Regions from separate parts of the Manis pentadactyla genome. Here region 2 is linked to region 1. Evidence: chromatin contacts called from public Hi-C data. All regions are on one chromosome and are shown on one strand. The core of a region is the stretch at or near the end of the contact, and the rest is flanking DNA. Distances in the headings are between cores, read along the strand shown. Region 1 holds the start of HECTD4 (HECT domain E3 ubiquitin protein ligase 4). Region 2 holds the start of NAA25 (N-alpha-acetyltransferase 25, NatB auxiliary subunit).

Region 1 (3,162 bases), core at 192-2,691:
CTCGACCAGCGAGATCCGCTCGCTGCCGTTTCCACACACACACAGTAATGGGTTTTAATCTATTTCTATAGTGCATGCAAAACCGCAAAACACAAAAGATTCCTCACATTCCGTTTATAGCCAGAAGACAGGCCATCCTCTCTGCGCCCTACCCCGGAGAGTCCTCCTTGTGACAATAAGAATTTCATGACACCCCATGCTACCTACTCATCAAAATGTCATCCCACAAAGTGGAGGGGAAGGAGTGTCAGCCTCGGCTGGCCTCGAAGAAACGATGCTACCAGTCAGTATTCCCACATCTGGGCAAACCCGAAACCACGTGAAGTCGGTGCAAAGTTCCCAACAACCGAGCATATTTGGTTTCCTTCTGCCCCCACAGCCAGCAGCACAGTTGCTGAGATCTGCTTTTGCACCTGCCACGGCTCTTAAGCCTCGGCTTCTGCACGACCCTGGAGCTCACAAAAAGACCTTGTGGCCTAAAGCGCCCGTTACCCTCCGCGGGGAGCGCACGGAGGGCCGCTGTAGCATCCCTCTCGCTGTCCACACCACCTGCATGGCTGACAAAGGCCCCGTGTCAATCCCAGGCACGACACATGTAAGTTGCTGGATTGCCCATCACGGATACGCTGTTGCCACTACCCTCCCCCGAAAAAATAAAAAAATCAACACAGAGCTGGGGAAAGAAAGGGGGGAAGTGTACAGCATAAAATTAAAATGTCCCCAAAACTAAGCATCCTGGGCGTGCCCTGGAAGGGAGTCCGAGAGGGTCCGCGGGGGAGGGGAGACAGCCGGGGAGGTGACGGCGGCTCCTGCACAGGGCGTGGAGGCCGTGCCCGGCCATAGTCTAATAAAATGCCGTGTGTCGGAACGTTCAAAACGAAATCCCTGGGGGTGTGAGGCCCGGAGGAGGCAGGGAGGCGGGCGGCCTGCAGACCCGCGGCCGCGGCCCCCCACTGCCCGCCTTGCGCCCACACCTGCCGGGATAGCCTTTGGGGGCCTCGGACTCCAGGTTGGGGTGAGGCGGAGATGTGAGGGCCCGACCCCGGGGTGTTGGCGGGTGGGCCAATCCGATGGCGGAGGCCGAGGAGCTGCGTCTCTCACCTCCAAGTCGGTGTCGGCGGCCTCCGGGGCCCCAAGGATCTCGCTGGGCAGCTCGGCCAGGTCGGTGACCCGGATCAGCCCGTCATGCAGGAAGATGGTCTCCTCCTTCACCGAGAGCCACTGCGCCGAGTCCGCCGCCGCCGCCGCAGCAGCCGCCGCGGCCGCCGACGAGCCCATGGCCCCGGCTGAGAGGCTGGTGGTGAGGAGCAGCCACCCGGCCAGGGGAAACGCCAACAGCAGCCGCCGCGATCACCAGTCCATGGCAGCAGGCGCCGCGCCAGCCTGCAGCGCCCCGTTCGCCTCCTCGCCCGTTGCAGCTCCGCCCTAGGCAGTCCGAGTCGCCATCCCCCACCCTCCGGCCCCGGAGACCCCTGCCCCGCCGCCGCCGCCGTCACCGCCGCCGCCCTGAAGAGGAGAAACCGCCTCTGCCGCTAAGCAGCCAACTGTCAGTGAGACGCCATGTTGGGGGCGGGGCTCCCGGCATGCCCCGCGGAGCGGACAATACAGGCTCCGCCCCCTGGCCCCGCCCCGCTGCCGAGCTCTCGGTTCTGCGGGAATTCCTCCTCCTCGCCGCTTGGTCTTGCGCTCAGACCGACCTACCTGACCCTTTTCCTGCCCCTAGCCATTTGGGGGCGTCTGGGGCCCATCAGGAGATGAGGGCGCCCTCCTCGCCCACTCACGGATGCGCTCCTCGCCCGGGCCGGAGCCCCGACCTTGGGCGGAGCTTGAAGGTTCAGTCCCTGCTTTCATGTTTAAAAAAAGTATATGCAAAACTCTAGCACAGAATAGGTGCTGCACACCTGTTCGTAAGCCCTTGCTGGAACAGCGCAGAAGGCGGTTCATATTTACTAAAAAGTCTAGTACCCGATAAGCACTCAAAACCTGATGAAAAGAAAGCACTGGTCACAGCGCTTGATGCTGGTGCCTGGTACTGAGTGGGAGTGAAAATGACAGTATTGTTACATTCCATCAGTATTTTAGCACTGATTGATATACACCTTAAAAATATGCACGCCATCCATTTTTATTAAAACAAGAAAGGGAAGAACTACATGTGTAGAGAAAACTAGGAAAACACATATCCAGCTGTTAATGTGAGTTGCCATGGAGAGTGGGACTAGTCTGGCGTGGTTGAGGTGAGTCATCTTTGTATTTCTTTTATACTTAAAGAAAACTATGAAGCACTCATTCCCATCAAAGGACTTGAAAACGTTGGTTCACACAAAAACCTTCACAGGGATGTTCATAGCAGCTTTATTCATAATTGCCAAAACTTGGAAGTAATCAAGATGTCCTTCAGTAGGTGAATGGATAGACGGTGGTACATCCACACAATGGAATATTATTCAGCAATAAAAAGAAATGACTATCAAGCCACAAAAAGAAATGACATCAAGCCAGGAAAAGAAATGAGGAAATTTAAGTGCATATTACTAAGTGAAAGAAGCCAATCTGAAGAGCCTTGTTGATTTCTTGTTGACTGTATGATTCCAATGATATGACATTCTGGTAAAGGCAAAACTATGGAAACAATAAAAAGATCAGTGGTTGCCAGGGGTTGTGGGAGGGAGGGATAAATATGCAAAGCACAGAGGATCTTTAGGGCTGTGAAAATACTCTGTGTGATACCACACTGATGGATACATGTCATTCATTATATATTTGTCCAAACCCATAGAATGTATGCCAAGAGTGACCCATGGTGTGTCATTGCAGGTTCGTCAATCATAACAGATGTCCCACTCTGGTGGGGGATGTTGAAAATGGGGGAGGCTACACATGTACAGGGCAGGGAGTATATGGGAAAAATCTCTGTCCCTCCCTTTAATTTTGCTGTGATCATAAAACTGCCCTAAAAATTAGTTTTAATGAAGACTGAATAAGTAAACGAATCAGAAGAACACTGATGTGCATGCCCTTTGATACAGCAACTCGACTTTGAGGAAGTTGTCTGAAGGAAACAACCAGAGCCATATTCAAGGATGTATATGCAGAGATATGCAGTATGTTAGTATGTTATTGTTTTATAAAAGTTATTATATTTTTATAATATAAAACAGT
Region 2 (3,306 bases), core at 500-2,999, 230 kb before region 1:
TTCAGATCATAGTTCCACCAAATGTTAGCTCAGTGACCTTAGACAAATTACACATCAATAAAGCCCCAGTTTTCTCACCTGTGGGGGAAAAAAAAGGACGGAGGGAGGGTTTGGACTAGAAAAAACTGCCCACCGCATGAGAATGTGTAAAGATTGAGATAACCCACATAAAGGCCAAGGACTGTGACCAACAACAGCAATATGGGTCTATACCCATTAGCTATAATTATTACCCACCTCAGAGGATTGTTGCTGCAATCAAATGAGATGTGAGAGTAAAGCATCGTACAAATTATAATATAAAAGCAGTACCAATTGTGCCAGAAACATAACCCTCCTCAAAAAGTTAAATAATCTCAGCTATTCAGAGCAGCCTCCATTTAGTAACATCCACACTACAAACACGAGGTCTAATTTTGCAAAAACCACTGTCCTTGACACGCCTTCATCCCTAGTAACTGAGAAAGACCAAGACCATACAACCATCTAAGAGGAAAGGAAATGCAAAAGGGACCACTGTTACAGAACATTTCAGTTACTGAAAAGGTGTTTCTCCTAGACTCAAATCTGTGATTTTTCACAACCTGAGCAGGATGACCTCAAGGTCTTAAAGCCTACGGGTTGAGGTAAGCGTTATGCAGGAAGATCCACTTAGCTGTGCTGCAGAGAAAAGCAGAGAAGCTGCAGAAAGGAAAGGCCCTGCAGCAGCCTTGCACGCCCCTCTGATGTGAGCTATTGCAGTCTCTCCACAGCTATTTTAGGCCCAAAGACACCCTCCCTCCGCCCCCAACCCCTGCCTCCCACCTGTGCCCAAGCAGCTGTTTCTCCAGCAAAGAGCCCTGGATTGGGGGCCTCGAATCCGGGCCTGCTCCTGACTCGATGTGGGTGACCTTGTATCAGCCCCTTCCCCTCTTCAAACCTCCATTTCTCACAGCTGGTCAGTCAACCGCCTAGGCCCGTTTCCCGTAAATACAGTCTTCAGTGTTAATTCTCCCTTAAGTTAAGTATCCCACTCCACGCCGGAACCAGCTTCCACCTGCGGTGAGATCTTGGGTCTTCCATGGTGCGGCACTAACAGCGCAGCTTGCGGGCAGGTCTCCGCGAGAGAATGTGTCTCACCAGGCCAGCCTGCCGGACTAGCTCTGTTGATGACCTGCAGCTGCCCGGACGACGCAGCTGCCACCTCAGGGCTCAGGAAGGCCCGGCCAGCGACTACGCGAGGCCGGCGACTGAGGCCTAGAGGACCGCGCGGCCCGCCCCCCGCGCCCGCCAGTCCCCCGCCCGACCCCTCAGCGCCCCTCCGGGGCCTTCGCCACGGTATTGGCAACCCTTGACGCGCCCAGCCGGACACCAGGCTGGCCCCAGGCACTCACCGTAAATGGGCCGGAGGCGCCTGTCGTTAGGGTCCTGCACATGGCCCCGCGTCGCCATGATGACAAGCGCAGAACGGCAGTGCGCACGCGCGGGGCAGGGCCCCGGGAAGGGGCTGTTAAAGGGCCAGAGTCGATCTCGCTTGTCTATCGCGATAGTCTCAGGCCTGCCACTGAACGCGCCGGTGCAGAAAGGGAAGTTCCGCGTCTCGCCTTTCCTCCAGTTGCTTCCTTCCTAAAAACTTTCTCCCGTGGTTGGAGGACTAAACGTAGCAAGAAGAGGCGGCTGTTGAAGTCCCTTCCGAGTTAACCTACCGGGGAGTGAGGAAAGGAGAAATACCCTTGGTCGAAGTTAGGGCTCGGCTGCTCCTGTTTATCCTATTTATCCTCTGTGCTGAAGGACCAGTTAGACTTGTCTTTGATTAATTGTTGAGGAACCAGGAACTCCTCTGGGAGAGTGACCCAGGAGACAGTAGGGGAAAGGGAGGTGATCAACAGCAAAAATCTCCCAGAAAAGTTCGAGATCCCTTCACCCCTCTCCCGGGGCTCAGCCGACTAAGGAGCATAGTAGATTAATAGTAATGCAGTCAATTTATTTGGCAGTTATACCTCCGTCAAGCTGGAGGAAAAGTAACTCGGTCAGTATGTGCCTAAACACTGTGTTGCAAGCTTTTTACATGTATTGTCTCATTAATACTCAAAAGAGCCCTAGTATCTCCAGGAGGTAGAAATATTTTAGTTTTTACCAGTGGGTTTACTCATGCAACACAGAATGAGTCCATATTACGTGGCATTCTATGTTTTAGGCATAGAGGATACGACAGTAAAGCTTTCATGGAACTTGAAGGGGTGAGACATGTAAGACAGTATGTTAGATGGTAATAAATGATACTGAGAAAAGTAAAACGGGCTGGCGAGTGGAGGAGGGAGACAATTTTAGTGTGGTCAGGAAAAGCCCAGCTAAAAAGTGACAATTGTCTAGGACTTAAAGGTAAAGTGAGCGAGAGGGAACCAATCAGGTGTGCCAGCCTCAGTCATATCATGACATAAGGCCACACTAGTCAGTGTGATTCAAACCCAGGTCTCTCTCAGGCCCGATGTCCCCAATGTAAGCATTGACCAGCTGGGGTTGACCCCTTCTTCTGATGTTCCATTCCTTTCCCTTTCTGGGCTTTTTAGTGTCCAAGAGTATGATTTTCCAGTTTTCATGGACATCAGATTCCCTTGGGAAACTTTAGATAAACATGAACTTCCTGGAGTCTATCCCCAGAGGTTCTGATTCGAATTGAGGACCACTCTTTGAAAAATATGAATTAAGGTAAGGAGTCTAGATCAAAAGTCTTTAGAATCCACTGGAACAGCAAGTTAGGAATTGCTATTAAAAAATACACATACCTAGAAAAAAACTATAATGATAATTAACAATAATAATAGTGTGCATCTACTGGGCATTTACTATATACCAGAAACTGCACTAAGATTTTTTTCTTTTTTTTTTTCTTTTGGTGTCATTAATATACAATTACATGAGCGACATTGTGGTTACTAGATTCCCCCCATTATCAAGTCCCTATCACATACCCCATTACAGTCACTGTCCATCAGTGTAGTAAGATGCTATAGAGTCACTACTTGTCTTCTCTATGTTATACTGCCTTCCCCGTGCCCCCGCTACATTATGTGTGCTAATCTCAATACCCCTTAATCCCCTTATCCCTCCCTCCCCACCCGCTTTCCCTTTGGTAACCGCTAGTCCCTTCTTGGAGTATATGAATCTGCTGCTGTTTTGTTCCTTCAGTTTTGCTTTGTTGTTAATACTCTACAAATGAGTGAAATCATTTGGTACTGATCTTTCTCCATCTGGCTTATATCACTGAGCATAATATCCTCCAGCTCCATCCATTTTGTTGCAAATGGTAGGATTTATTTTCTTCTT

Evidence for each region. Hi-C and Micro-C count contacts between places; a contact is called where the count stands out from the background.
Region 2: a contact with region 1 is called in a Hi-C map of blood, with 4 times the contacts expected there. The contact joins the promoter of NAA25 here to the promoter of HECTD4 in region 1. A contact is called at or near these places in 3 of 3 Hi-C or Micro-C datasets (blood, fibroblasts and skin fibroblasts).

Annotation. Positions count from the first base shown.
Region 1 is chr14:21,086,982-21,090,143 of mManPen7.hap1, reverse strand. HECTD4 (HECT domain E3 ubiquitin protein ligase 4) reads right to left here and starts at 1,441. Exons shown (of 76, transcript XM_036929525.2): 1 at 1,102-1,441. The coding sequence starts at 1,278.
Region 2 is chr14:21,317,400-21,320,705 of mManPen7.hap1, reverse strand. NAA25 (N-alpha-acetyltransferase 25, NatB auxiliary subunit) reads right to left here and starts at 1,749. Exons shown (of 24, transcript XM_036929373.2): 1 at 1,374-1,749. The coding sequence starts at 1,431.